2 separate regions of the Mus musculus genome follow, and region 1 is linked to region 2. A link is a contact called in public Hi-C data. All regions are on one chromosome and are shown on one strand. The core of a region is the stretch at or near the end of the contact, and the rest is flanking DNA. Distances in the headings are between cores, read along the strand shown.

Region 1 (6,974 bases), core at 484-2,983, 270 kb before region 2:
CTGAGCAAGCCAGGGGAAGCAAGCCAGTAAGTAACATCCCTCCATGGCCTCTGCATCAGCTCCTGCTTCCTGACCTGCTTGAGTTCCAGTCCTGACTTCCTTTGGTGATAGACAGCAACGTGGAAGTGTAAGCTGAATAAACCCTTTCCTCCCCAACTTGCTTCTTGGGCATGATGTTTGTGCAGGAATAGAAACCCTGACTAAGACAGTATGCTTGCCTAAAAATGTCTTATATGAAGGTCGACTGAGCATACATGAATATTTTTGACTAGAATCCTTAAAGTGTGGCTTCGAACTTGAATTATACATTCGGAATGCACGATGACTTCACAAGAGCTTGGTGTAGGGAGGAAGGTGAATTCCCAGAGTGCTGGAAAATTGAAAAATACTGCTAAAAGGATGTGCCTGGTGGCACATGTCTTTAATCCCAGCTCCCAGAATGCAACAGTAGGTGAATCTCTGTGGGTTCCAGGTTAGCCTGGTCTATATAGCAAGCTCTAGGTCAGCCAGGGCTACCTAGTAAGACCCTGTTTCAAGAAAAAGAGGAGGAGGAGGCAGAAGGGGAGAAAGAAGAGGAGAAGGGAAAAGACAAGAGGAAAAGAAGGAAAAAGAAAAGGAAGAGGACGAGGAAGAAGGGGATGAAGAGAAGGAGAAATGAGAAGAAGAGAAAAGGAGGGGAAGAAGAAGAGGAAGAGGAGGAAGTGGAGGAAGAAGAGGAGGCAGAGGAAGAGGAGGAAGTGGAGGAAGAAGGGGAGGCAGAGGAGGAGGAAGAGGAGGAGGAAGACTGAAGACAACTATCATAATCAGTTATTTCAACTGTTCACTCTTCACACTCAATGAATGGCCTCTGAATCAAACATCTATGATTTCAGTGTACCTCAGAACAGCTCAGTTATTGCTGTCCAGGTTACTGGTTAATTACTCAGAAAGGCTCTGGCTTTTATTCCAACTCCTGAAAACCGACTGACATTTGAGAAGTCATACGACCAAGTTCACAGTGAGCACCTGATACCACAGAGTACTTCCTACCTCCAAATCGTTCTTTGCAACTGTTTCTAGCAGGGGAAAGCAGAAAGGGATGGCCCGGAGATGAGCCAACCCTCTGCATCCCCTCCCAGGGCAGCCTCTAGCCCCTCCTTCCATCCTCTGCGCCAACCTTTCTCCTCTTCTCCGTATTCAGAGAGCCGGTATGCCAACCATGATCTACCTCTGTTCTCACATGACTAGCCTTGAGGACTCCCTCAGTCTCCAAGCGGCTCTCTGGCCTATGTCCTCCTACATGCCTACTTACTTCCTCTACTGCCTCTATTAATCATAAACTTCGCCTTCTGTCTTCTACACCAGTCTGACTCCCTTACAGGACCACCAGTCCCCAAACAGCTACACATGGTTCATTTCTCCTGGAATCCCCAGGACCTAGAAAGATCTGCCTCACTGAAATGTTCTGTGTCAAAACAGTGCGTGTTCCATATTAACTTCATCACTACAAATGATTCATTTAGGCCCTTGTCATTTCTACTTGTTTGGGCGAAAACAATCCCCTCTACTTGCTAGTTTCTAAAGACTCCATCCCTAAAGTCTAGCCCCCAAAGAGCCAATTGTCTACCTATTCAATTGGTTAGTCCGAAGTATATAAAAATCAGCCTTGGTAAATTGTAATACATAACATAATCTGTTTCTCTCTGGTATCCAACTGATACTAAAATGTGTCCATCTGTTCCAGAGACTACTCCTGTGGTAAAGATGGCAAGGGGTGGGAGCCGAATGAAAAATGGGAGCTGAAACAGAAGCCCAGTAGGAAGAGAAGGGGAGCAAAATAATGTAATGTGTATGGCTGGCACTTAATACTTATTTAGAACAAGTATTTCCACAAATGAGGAAAAAACAAAACAAAACAAAACAAAGCAAGCAAACAAACAAAAACCCTAGGAGAAATTACAACAGAAAATGAGATGATGTAGCACCTGGGTAAAGCACAGCTTTCATACAGGGGGATGACCGTGCTGACGAATGTTCCTGTCTGGTTACAAACATATGTGTGTCTGCATCACGTGTAAGATAAATCTAAGCTTTAAGGAAAAAGGGTAAACCTCATCTGAGAAACAGAAACGCCTCTCATGGGAGAGTGGACTTAAAGGGCTCTCAATTGCCTTTCCCCCCAAAAGGACTGGGTTCTTGGTCCTGTCTAGGGAAAGCAGACAACCTGAAGGCCATACAGTCTCAATCTGTCACAGGCTGTATACCATGAACATGAGGTATTGTTTTCAGTTCTGAGGATCACATCATGGCTGAGTGGGGTTGGAGAATGATGAAGAGTCTCGTGACTATGTCTAGAGATATAAGGAATGTTCAGCATAGAGGGGCAACGGTGCCCATAAGTAACTGCCCTCACTATGTAAACAGCAGAATACAGGTGGATGCAACTAAGTAAGTACTTGGTTTAGTATTGAATAAGAGAGTATACTGTAGGGGCTGGAGAGATGGCTCAGCAGTTAGGAGCACTGACTACTCTTCCAAAGGTCCTGAGTTCAAATCCCAGCAAACACATGGTGGCTCACAAGCATCCGTAATAAGATCTGATGCCCTCTTCTGGGGTATCTAAAGACAGCTACAGTGTAGCTACATATAATAATAAATAAATCTTTTAGAAAATTATACTTTAAAAAAAAGAGAGTACATTGTAACAATGAGTTTCTCAGAGGTGGACTGTGTTAGAGTAGGGTATTTTCACTCATGGAAAATTCATATGCAGACTTAATGAAAGATTCTTAATGAAGATTGAGCTTTGGTGACGGAGAGGCCCCGGCTGAGTGACCCTGAGGCTCCCTCCTCCCTCTATGCTTCCCTGACTTCAGAGACTGAGGATTTTCCATGCACCTCCCTCTCCTTCACAGCAGATGCGCTCGTCCTTTGTGTGGATCCCGTACAGTTCGACGCTAGCCCCCTCCACCCACATAAAATAAATGAAGTTATCCATTTATCCGCTCTAATGAAGTAACCGAACAATCGATTTTAGCCTGTACTCCGCGAAGACCATCAGGAATACATTACATCGAATTTGTGTGATGCCTGCCGTGGAGATTTAGAACCCAGCATTCACTACAAAACAGACTGAAATCTTGTCTGTTGTCTCAGTGATGTGAATAGTATTCTCTCTCACACGAGACAATGAAGTCACAGAACACAGTAGCCATTCCAGCACATTGCTTCCCAAATGAACGGCAGTCAAGGCCTTCTAGGTGGGACATGAGAACTCAAGTAGGAATACACTGACCCCTTGGGATTTAATAATCTACCACGGGGTTCATCCCTGGCCTATAATTCAGGAGGGGTTAGAGCAAAACAAACAATCAAAACAAATTTAAATTTACTTGCCCCGATAATTAAATCCGAACGCACTCATGAGCCCGTGTCTTTGAATCAAATACCTCATTGACCGGTAGAAGATGCCAGCCAGGCCCTGTAAGGCTGTGGGTTTAGAAGTTTTAAGTATACTTCCTGTAGGTAGCTAAGGTGAGGCGGGCAGTAGGAAGGTCAAAGTTCAAAGCAATCATAAACAGGAGGGCCAGCAGGTGAGAGACCTGACCCAAGGAGTTAGAGAGTCAGGGTAAAAGCAAAGAGAGAGAGAGAGAGAGAGAGAGAGAGAGAGAGAGAGAGAGAGAGAGAGAGTCAGGACAGAAGTGTTTGTGTATAAACGGTCTAGAGATGCTAGAGAAATCAGAAGAAATAATAGTAATGATAACTAGCTAGACTCTCAGAGGAAAGGGGACAGCAGCCTGTAGTGACAGGCAGAAGGGGTGGGTGGCTGTCACAGAGGCAGAGCTGAGAGTGCTGCAGAGGCCGGTGAGATGTATAAACCCCCGCTCTGTAGCTCATTCAGTTGTACCAGGCAGATGCGGTCTTCTTATGTTCTACCTTTCCATTTGCCAGCCACCAATCCCAAGCCAAAATAGTACTAAATATGTCCACACATAAACAACCCATGCACTGTAAATGGTGGAGAACTCTAAGTAGTGTGGTGAGATCTCAGGCTGCCCTGCTTCTGCTGAGGACCAGGCCTGGTGATGCCCAGCAGAGCGGGAGACTGTTCCCCAGTGGATCATGTCTGCCTTGTATAGGCTACCTGCCATCATTATTGCCCCCTTCTCAGGCATCATCTTAACTGCTGTGTGTTTGGTAGTCACAGCACTTGTATTTATGGAGCCCTTGTTTGAGTTAGAAATAGCTCTGGGGTGCAAGGGTGGAGATGCTGGCACATTTATGTCATGTAATTCTATCTCGTTTACTATCTGTTGTCAATCTTACTGTATTCAAATCACGAATTAAATTTTCACATAGCTATGCACGTGATAGAACAACACAGTATACATACGTAGTAGATACCATCTGTGGTTTCAGCCATCCATTGGGGATATTGGATTGACCCTTCCCCTTAAAGAGGGGAAGTGGGGCTTGCTACATGCTCTTGGGAGAATGGCACAAGATGGAACCAGAGACTCATGGCTTACAGAAAAGATGGAATGCCACTGTCCTGGGTAGTATTTTTCTGCAGTGACAAAATGTAGACTCCATTAAATACAGAGAAAGAGGAGGAGGAGGAAGAGGAGGAGGAGGAAAAAGAAGAAGGGGCAGAAGAGGAGGAGGAAGAGGAGGAAGAAGAAAAGGAAAAAGAAGAGGAGGAGAAAGAAAAGTAGGAAGAAGGGGCAGAAGAGGAGGAGGAAGAGGAGGAAGAAGAAAAGGAAAAAGAAGAGGAGGAGAAAGAAAAGTAGGAAGAAGAGGAGGAAGAAGGGGAGGAAGAGGAGGAGGAAGAAGGGGAAGAAGAGGAGGAGGAAGAAGGGGAAGAAGAGGAGGAGGAAGGGGAAGAAGAGGAGGAAGAAGGGGAGGAAGAGGAAGAGGAAGAAGGGGAAGAAGAGGAGGAGGAAGAAAAGTAGGAAGAAGAGGAGGAAGAAGAAGGGGAGGGAGAGGAGGAGGAAGAGGAAGAAGGGGAAGAAGAGGAGGAGGAAGAAAAGTAGGAAGAAGAGGAGGAGGAAGAAAAGTAGGAAGAAGAGGAGGAAGAAGAAGGGGAGGGAGAGGAGGAGGAAGAGGAAGAAGGGGAGGAAGAGGAGGAGGAAGAGGAGAAGAAAAGAGGAGAAGGAGGAATCGAACCAGCTACATCTTTGCACATTAGTGAAGGGGAATGCTACAGACCCATTAACAATGTGGAGAAACACATTCTCTGAAATGAATGTATGTTCCTGAATTCTGTTCAAGTGATCCTCTGAGAAGAAATCCAACACAGATAATGCCAGTGTAACCACACATCTAGTCATTTGAGTCAGGGAGGGAAGGTGAGGAAAAGAGGAGAGAAAGGGCTTGCGCAAGGACACATTGCCATGACACACATGTCACATAAGCATGAGGACCTGAGTTCCGTCCTGGAACCCATAGAGGAAGGAGAACCTCTGGGGTTCACTGGCCACCAAGTCTAGCTCAATCAGTAAGCCTTGGGCCAACAAGAAACCCTGGCTCAAAAACAAACAAAAATACCATGATGGACAATATCTAAGAACACCAAGGTTGACTTTGGATCTACATGTGCATGTGCGTGCATGTGTGTGTGTGTGTGCATGCACACACACAAAAAGAAATCATTGGAAATATTTAACAGCCATTCTCCTGTTGTTTCTCCATTGGATGTCTGACACATGATAGAACCCTCTCTCAAATCATAACAGACTGAGCAGCAAACAGAAGTGGTCTAATGGGTCCTAGAGGCTGTTAGGCATTTCACAGACGTTTTTTCTGATTGGCAGTTATTGTTCAGCAAGAAACCCCATTCCTTTGAGGGCTGTGTAGGTCCCTTGAGTGGTCCCTGGAAACCGCATATGAGACACAATCTCTAACGTTCCACTGAGAGTAGATAGAACTAAGCAGGTGCACTTCCAGCAAGTGGACTTTACTCTGAATCCCACAGCAATGGCCACAGGGAGGCTCTCAGTAAACCCCACCGGTCTGCAGAGGGCAAGGGGCATTGGGACTATCCACTCTGCTGGGAGAAGTATCTCGATGGAGCCCAATACTGTGTATAAGGATCAACGCTGGCTCTAGGCATCATGAAAGGCCAAGAACCTCTTTGGAACCAGAGCAGATGTCTCCACAGTTCACACTGCTTCCATGGCTTAAGCTGCCCTATTTGTAATATTCCCCCAGACAGCAGCACATACACACGCTCTTCTCAGTTACTATGTATTGGCCTCCTGCTCTGATTCGCTCCAGCAAATGGCCTTTCCCACTTTAACAGATAACCCCCACTAACTATGCTTGGTAGAAAACAAGGTCTCATCCCTCTGATGCAGGTGGGGGTGGGGAGGAAGCAAAGAATGAGCCGTGGAAGGGACTAGCGTTGAGTGAGTCACCACCTTGTGCTGGCCACTTCAGGTTCAATCTAGTTTAGTGTCTCCAGCATCTCTTGGTGGTAGGTGGTAGGTAGGTAGGCTGAGGCCACAGAGGCTCAGGCAGGCTTAGTTGTTGACCCCAGGTGCACAGAGAAGGAAGAACTGGGGTAACCTTCAATTCCAGACCTAGGTCCACAGCTCTTACCCAGGCCCTTGTTCTCATTGAACAGGACCTCCAAAAATCACTTGTCTTATTATTACAGAGATTCTCACCAGCAAAACAAAACCACAAAACACAAACAAACAAACAAAAACCTCAAAAAACAAAAACAAAAAACACAAACGAACAAAAACCCACCACCAACAACAATAACAAAAGTAAAGATGGGGCAGATTAAGTTGTCTGAACAGGCAGAGCCCAGATTGTATTAATAATTTAGGGCCCACTAAAGCTAAAATGAAGCTTCAGGAAAACAGGTCAAAGCCCAGAATGGCAAATGGATGTTAAGAGTGCTCTCCTTGTCTCTGCCACAAGCCAAATCCTGACTAATCCACCAGAAAGGACATAAAACCAGAACGCCTATCACACACCAAGCAGAT
Region 2 (7,294 bases), core at 3,866-6,365:
AAAAGCAAAAATAAATACAAACAAAACAGTATGAGAACAACCAGCTACAGGTGCCCACCAGAATGTAAAGGCACAGGCAGTGTTAAGCGAGGGGAAGGAGCAGGAGTTAGGAATGGAAGGAGACAGGGATAGAAGCAGACAGCATGCAGACATTGAGAGAAAACTCGAGACAGAGGAGCTGTCTCAGCAGCTCCCTGCCCTTGGGAAAAGTGGACTTGGAAACAGCAACCGTTATCCTAGACAAAACAATACTTCTTCTTAAGGAGCCAGATCGTCAGCAAATACACAAGAATCCACAGGACACGCATGCTCAGTAGCGCAGTGTACAAGCACATGCCCACATACCCTAATAGAACTCAAGAGAAGACTGGGGAGATGGCTCAGTGAGGAAAAAGCATTTGCAGCGCAAGTGTGGGATCTCGAGTTCAAATCTCAGGACTCACACAAAGTCAAGTGTGGTTGCATACTTTATAATCCCAGATTGCCAACTGTGAGTTGTGAGCAGAGACAGGGGCATTCCTGGGAGCTCATGGACCAGTTAGCCTGGCATGCACAGCAGTGAACAGTTAAGAGACCTGGTCTCCAACAAGGTGGATGGTGAGGACCACAGCCGAGGTTGCCCTCTGACCTACACACACATGCACATGCCTTCACTTGAAACACATACATGCATAAAACACATACATATATACACATATACATACCATACACATGCATACATGCATCACATATATACATATATATGTACACATGTACATACCATATACATGCACACATCATACATATATATCTACATACATATATACACCATACTATATATACATACATAACATATATCTACATAGATAACTACACACATACATATCATACACATAAATACATACTTACACCACACACATATATATACCATATAAATATACATACATCATATTCACATAAATATATACATATATACCATATACATATATCTACATACATATACATACCTTATACATATGTACATCATATATGCACATACATATATCCCTACATACACTATATATACCATATACACAAGTACATCATAATACATGTATGCACATATATCCACATACACATACATACCATATACATACATATAATCTAATATATATGTATATACACACCATATACATACATACATACATACATACATACATACATACATACATACAACTTAAAAAAGAAAACTTATAGGAGTCAGAAAATTCTACAACATTAAAGTATAAAGTGTCATTTAATCCACATAGTGACATTGGAGGTTGATTTGAGATGTTCCTTCCACTTTCTTCTATTCTCAGTTTTTTTCCTCAGGTGGTTGCACATGTATCTTTCCCAGTATGTGTGAGTTCCTGGATTCAATCTCTAGCATTACAAAAATAAATGAATAAATGGGATTTTCCCCTATTGGTACATACTTACATTAATAATAATGGTGGTGGGCTCTGCCTTGACCTGCCTACAGGCAACAAGAACTGATTGAAAGGGAAGGTGTTCTGATACCACAGAGAAGGAAATGGAGATCTGGGAATGGCAAGTGAGTGCTACTACCCAGGTCCACCTTAAAGTAATTCCCATTGTGCCTTTGCGCTTCATAAGCCAACTACTTCTACACGTCACTTAGCCTTATTTTCTGCCAGAAGAAACCAAATCAAAGGTCCTAACAGAAGACTTCAGCCAACTCATGCTGTACACATCTGCGTTTTTCTCCAGAGAAGCAAGCACGGGATATAAGATGAGGTCTACTCTCTTGCCATGATCTTCTCTTCCAGACTGTCACTGGCTCCATAGGCAGGGCCTATCTCTGGAGGGGACTCCTCAAACAATAAATGGGCAGGGTGATGCTCTTAATCCTTGCCCTCTTCTATGTTTATTAAGGGAGGGTCTTAGGTAGCCCAGGCTGGCCTTAAACTCTCTGTGTAGTTAAGGTTTGCCTTGAACCCATGGCCCTCAGGCCTCCTCCTTCAGAGTACTGCATTAGCAGCATGTGCCACCATGGCAGTCAGTGCTTCCTGCTTACTTATTAAATGGCTTCTGCACAGCGCGAAACAAACAAACAAACAAACAAACTTTCAGTAATTTCCACTGGGTGGCTGCAGAAACTTTCCCTCCGCTGCTCAGTTTCTAAGCAGAAGAATAAAGACATCTCTAAATCAAACCAGAAGGATTTTGAAATTGTTCTTTGAGCCAAATGAAGACATAATTATCTTTTAAAGTACCTCATTTTCTATCAGGGAGGGGAATGCAGCGGAAAGATTTATGGGACTACTCCCCAGTCACGGTTCGGACCTTTCAAAGCAGGCTGGGGCTGGTTTTGGTGACTAACTGTCCATGCACACACTTACACACACACTCACACATGCATGCACGCACACATGAGCACAACATACACACATACACACGTACATACCTGCACAAACATATACACATATGTACACAAATATACACACACACAATACATGCACACACATGTACACACACAATACATGCACACACATGTACACACACACAATACATGCACATACATGTTCACATACACACATGCTGGCCCTCTTTGCTCAGCCACTTCCTCTTGTAGATTAGCTAAAGGAAGAGACTTCAGTGTGTCTCAGTAACTGCAAGCCATGTGGCAAGGAGGTATTCCATACCTATTATTTGAAGAAACAGTTTTTCAATCAGCAAGAAAAGCTATCCATGGATGTTGATTTAGAAAAATGCACTTTAATAGAGGCCCAGCTTAGACAGTTTTTGCTTGAAAGGTGGTGAGCTATTGCTGCTTTCCTGGAGTGCTCAAATTTAGACACAGAACTCAGGTATATTTTAGGAGTAATTGTCGTCTGTGGGCTTGATTAGGGCTGCCATTTTAATTACTGGGAAAATGATAAGATTTTTAAAAATACAAGTATCTTAATGCCTTTCACTGAATTTGAGACTATTTATAGGAGTGAGGGCTAGCATATACACATACATCTCATATATCCAAATGACATGATGCCCAAGAACTTGTCGTCTCTATTAGTCACTTTTATTGTTGCTGTAACAAAATACCTTTCAAAAGCAACTTAAAAGAAGGCAAGATTTATTCTGAGTCACCAGTGGAGGGCTCCAGTCCTTTGCTTCGGGGAAGGCATGTGAGACAGCTCAGGACATTGGATCTGAAGTCGGGAAGCAGAGAGTAGCAACGGTGCTCAGTCTGACTGAGTCTAGGATGCCAGCCTGCGGTGCTGCCCACATTGAAGGCAGCGCTTTCTTCCTCGGTTATACATCCTTATGCACATACCCAGTGGTCTATCTCCATGATGATTCTAAGTCTGGCCAAGCTGACAATGTGCATGTTCCCACTGCATTAGCTGATATCATCGACAGTAGCTAATCATCATCAAAATTTAAAATTTGTACACATTCTATTAAAAAAAAAAACAATCTTTAAAAGGTTAAGCTATTACTTATAAAATAGTTGGTATTCCAAAGGTTCGCTTGCATATGAATAATTTCAAACAAATCTCTCAGAACAGTATTTTTTGCCATTATTCACATTTAAGATTTTTTTCTTTTCTTTTCTTTTTTTTTTTTTTTTCTTTTTTTTTTGGCTTTCCGAGACAGGGTTTCTCTGTGTAGCCCTGGCTGTCCTGGAACTCACTCTGTAGACCAGGCTGGCCTCGAACTCAGAAATCTGCCTGCCTCTGCCTCCCAAGTGCTGGGATTAAAGGCGTGTGCCATCACCACCTGCCACATTTAAAATAAATGAATTCTCAGTGAGGTGCTATGGTTCAGAAAGTGAACATCACTGGCCTTTTCACGCCCTGAGACACTTGTTTCCCACAGTTCTCAGTAAGTGGATGCCAGCCCGGCCGTCCCCGGAAGGTTGCTGGGAATACAACAGAGAGCCAGCTGGTCAGACTGCACTGCGTGGCCTATCACACCGCAGAAAACGGCAGTGTGCAAAAACGCATTCAGAGCTGAGGGGGGAAAAATGTGCTGGAATAGATAGGAACTAGGTAAGGATCTGCCACAGAAGGAAGACCCCAGGTCACCTGGGAGGACAGGGGAGGAGTTTGTGGGGACATGTGACTAACAGTGGGCGTGGCCAAGTTCATGCAGTGCTGCATGGGGAACACCAGGCAGAAAGGAGAGTGTGCCCCAAGGTCTACAGGTTGGTTGCCAAAGGCCTGTGTAGCAAATTAGATAAAAAGCCTGCTGAGGCTGACACCCACAAGATGCGAGGAATGCTCAAACTGAGGACAGATCACACAGGACAGTGTTGAAGATCTGGGACTTATGGAGCCACGAGAAATCTGGGAATATCCTGAGAAGTGAGTTTGCTTTCAGAAAGCTTTTTGTGGGAGGAAAATATGGAGTGCCCCGGTTTGGGGCCTGTATCATTTGTCAAAATGCAAACCCCCTCATGCAGACCCCAAGATGGAGAGAGCCAAAGACTTGATTTCTGGATTGAAAGAAAACTGTGGGAGGTCATTGTGATCCGTGGGACTTCAACATTCAGGGAGTTGTCCCTTCTGGAAAAGAGGGAATGTGGGTCAGCATACACTACCACAGCCAAGAAAGCAAGCACCGCGACAGCCACAGCCGAGAAGTACCAGAGAAGCTGCAAAGAGCAAGGAAGAGGAGTCTAGGCGGTGTTCTCCGGACATCCCTATTGAAGCTACCAAGAGAGTCTGCGCAGAGTGCTCAGAGCGAGCCACGCTGCTGTGGACCGCAGTGCCAGCAGGCAGGACATGCAGAAGAGACCTGCAGGGAGTACTTTCATGGAAACTTACTTTGTTTTATTATTTGAACTAGGATCTGGACTCCAGCTAGGTAGACAAGAAGTGCCTTGACCTTCTTCTGATCCTTCTGCCTCTACTGCCCACGTGCTGGGGTTATGTGCAGTCACACACAATTTTATATGTGCTGGGAATGGAATCTAGAGACTCTTGCATGCTGGGCTTGCACACTACAACTTGGGCTAGGTCCTAGCCCTGGTATTTTAGACTTTGTAACATATTATACTCTGCAGCTGGCTGAAACTGTAGTGGGGGAGGGGGAGGGCGGTGCATGTGTACATACATAGACATATATACATACATGTGTGTGTCATCATAGACCACACAAACTTTTTCATGGATATACTTTGAACCGAAGGAATGATAACAGTAAAACATCTGGGTGCTTGTAAACTGCAACACTCGTGGTCAAGTAATTGGGTTTATACACGGAACGGGGTGAAGAAGACATGCTTAACCTCGGGGAAAGCTAAGACACCAAAGGCAATGGGGATGCTGGTTATAAACAAGGAAGAAAGGCTTGCCAGAACTCTGTTAAAGCCTATCTGCTTGTTTATTAAATTGTATTTTTCTAAATGAAATATGAAGTCATTTTTGCCTTAATTGTGCCAGATTGCAGTGAGGACAAATGGTCACGCCTGTAGCTTCTCTTCAAGCATGACACCACAGTGCCATCTACTGGCTGACGTGATATTCTCTCTCTCTTTCTCTCTCTCTCTCTCTCTCTCTCTCTCTCTCTCTCTCTCTCTCTCTCTCTCTCTCTCTCTCTCTCTCCATCTCTCTGGAGACCTGATTCTATGTAGCTCAAGCTGTCCCCAGACTCACTATATACCTGAGGAAACCTTGAATCTCTGGTCTGATCCTCCTGCCTCCACCTCCACAGAAACTGACAGAACTGGGATTATAGACATACACCATCACTTTTGGCTCAGGTGGTCCTGAGGCTAAAATCATGTTTTTTGTACATGCGAGGCAAGCCCTCTGAGCTACATTCTCAGCCCATGTAACACAAAATTAATTTGATAGTTTTTTACACAAATCACTGATTAGAACAGTAATAGTTACTCCAACGTAGTTGCCACTTAATATGTTAATAATTGACAATATCTAAGTATTTTTATAAGACTAGGATTTCCTGTAAAACCATATATACGTATGTTAAGAAGAGACAACAGAAGGTAGAATATAAAAACTTAGAAATCCTTCAAAACTAACAATGTCTAACATGAAACCAATTTATGCCATTGGGTCTTGTTAAACACCATCTCTTGGTTTCTTTATTGAAACTGGGGCAAATGTAGCCCAGGGTGGCCCCAAATGTCCTGTAGCCAAGGGTGACCTTGAGTTCTGGTGCCACAGACACATACCTCAAAGATGTCTGCAGATGGTTATGTTCATCAGCTGGCCACTGTAACCCCTTGGTTCAAAACATTCCTCCTCTGCCAACTATGGCAATACTGCCCCCAGTTAACTCTGCAGCCCTGGCAGGCATATGAAAGTGACACATACTACTAACAGTGCTAATACTTTGTAACAATGCTACTGATTTGAGTTCATCAAACTGATACTGTGTGTCCTTGGAGTAACCTTCCCTACCTGCATTTTTTAAACAATATTTATCCTAAGGCCATATGATAGGTTGACTCTGGCTCAGCCTCACATCTCATATTTGCCTTGTCTCTTGACTGCATCAAGAAGCTGGGTCAAGTGACTGACCTACACAGCCCAGGTTAGCGTGAGTGCACACTTGGCTGTTTGCACAAGGACTCACTTCTCAGAATGCTCCCGGTCATTAGGCAGCACCTGCCTCTTGTCCTCTAGGCTCACGAGAGGACTGAACCTCCCTGCTCCCTGTGCAATTAGGTGTGGCCTCTAAAAGATGCTTTAAGGGAACGGGTCCCCCCTCTTTGAGGGAGTGGAACGACCTTTTCACAGGGGTCACCTAAGAGCATCAGAAATTCAGATGCTTGCAATGTGGTTTATAGTAGCAAACTTGCAGTTACTAAGTAACAATGAAAATAATCTTCCGGTTGGGGAGGGGTGTCACCACACCATGAGGAACTGTATTAAAGTGTCTCAGCATTAGGAAATGTTAAGAGCCACTACTCTAAGGGGAGGCTCGGCTCAGTTCCATCAACTTCTGCTATCTTTTCTGCAGGGAGACGGCCCGAGGCCCCAATGTCTAGAGTAGGTAGGAGTTTCTGCTTAATCCTCCTGGCTAGAAAACAGAAGCAGGATACAAACATTCATACAAAGAGCCACTGAGGCCAGGATCGATGCTCTCTACTGGACAGCCTGCCCTGGTGGTTAAAACTGTCAGACTTGAAGACTGGGGTCCCCAAGCACTGGCCAGACCCAGTCTGCTACCTGTCTTTATAAAGTTGTATTGGAACAGAACCAAGGGAGGTGGCTCATTTGCAAACTGGACTTAACCTTGAGCTGCAGTAGCAGAGTCAAGTTCTAGAGGAGTCTACGCCAGTGGTTCACAACATATG

The links. Hi-C and Micro-C count contacts between places; a contact is called where the count stands out from the background.
Region 1: a contact with region 2 is called in a Hi-C map of the N1E-115 cell line, with 4 times the contacts expected there. The contact joins two enhancer-like sites. A contact is called at or near these places in 1 of 15 datasets of contacts at CTCF or cohesin (the NIH/3T3 cell line) and 5 of 484 Hi-C or Micro-C datasets (the N1E-115 cell line, cerebral cortex, cortical neurons and 2 more).

Annotation. Positions count from the first base shown.
Region 1 is chr10:69,721,225-69,728,198 of GRCm38.p6, reverse strand. All of the region lies in intron 1 of Ank3 (ankyrin 3, epithelial), which reads right to left. Among named protein-coding and RNA genes, the nearest start is that of Gm33416, 140 kb to the left of the region's middle. Within about 2 kb of position 1,733, at least 5 of the 459 cell types and tissues checked have an H3K27ac peak or open chromatin away from gene starts, as enhancers often do. A contact at or near this core is called in the N1E-115 cell line, where this site is marked.
Region 2 is chr10:69,450,537-69,457,830 of GRCm38.p6, reverse strand. No RefSeq gene overlaps it. Among named protein-coding and RNA genes, the nearest start is that of Ank3, 80 kb to the left of the region's middle. Within about 2 kb of position 5,115, at least 10 of the 459 cell types and tissues checked have an H3K27ac peak or open chromatin away from gene starts, as enhancers often do. A contact at or near this core is called in the N1E-115 cell line, where this site is marked.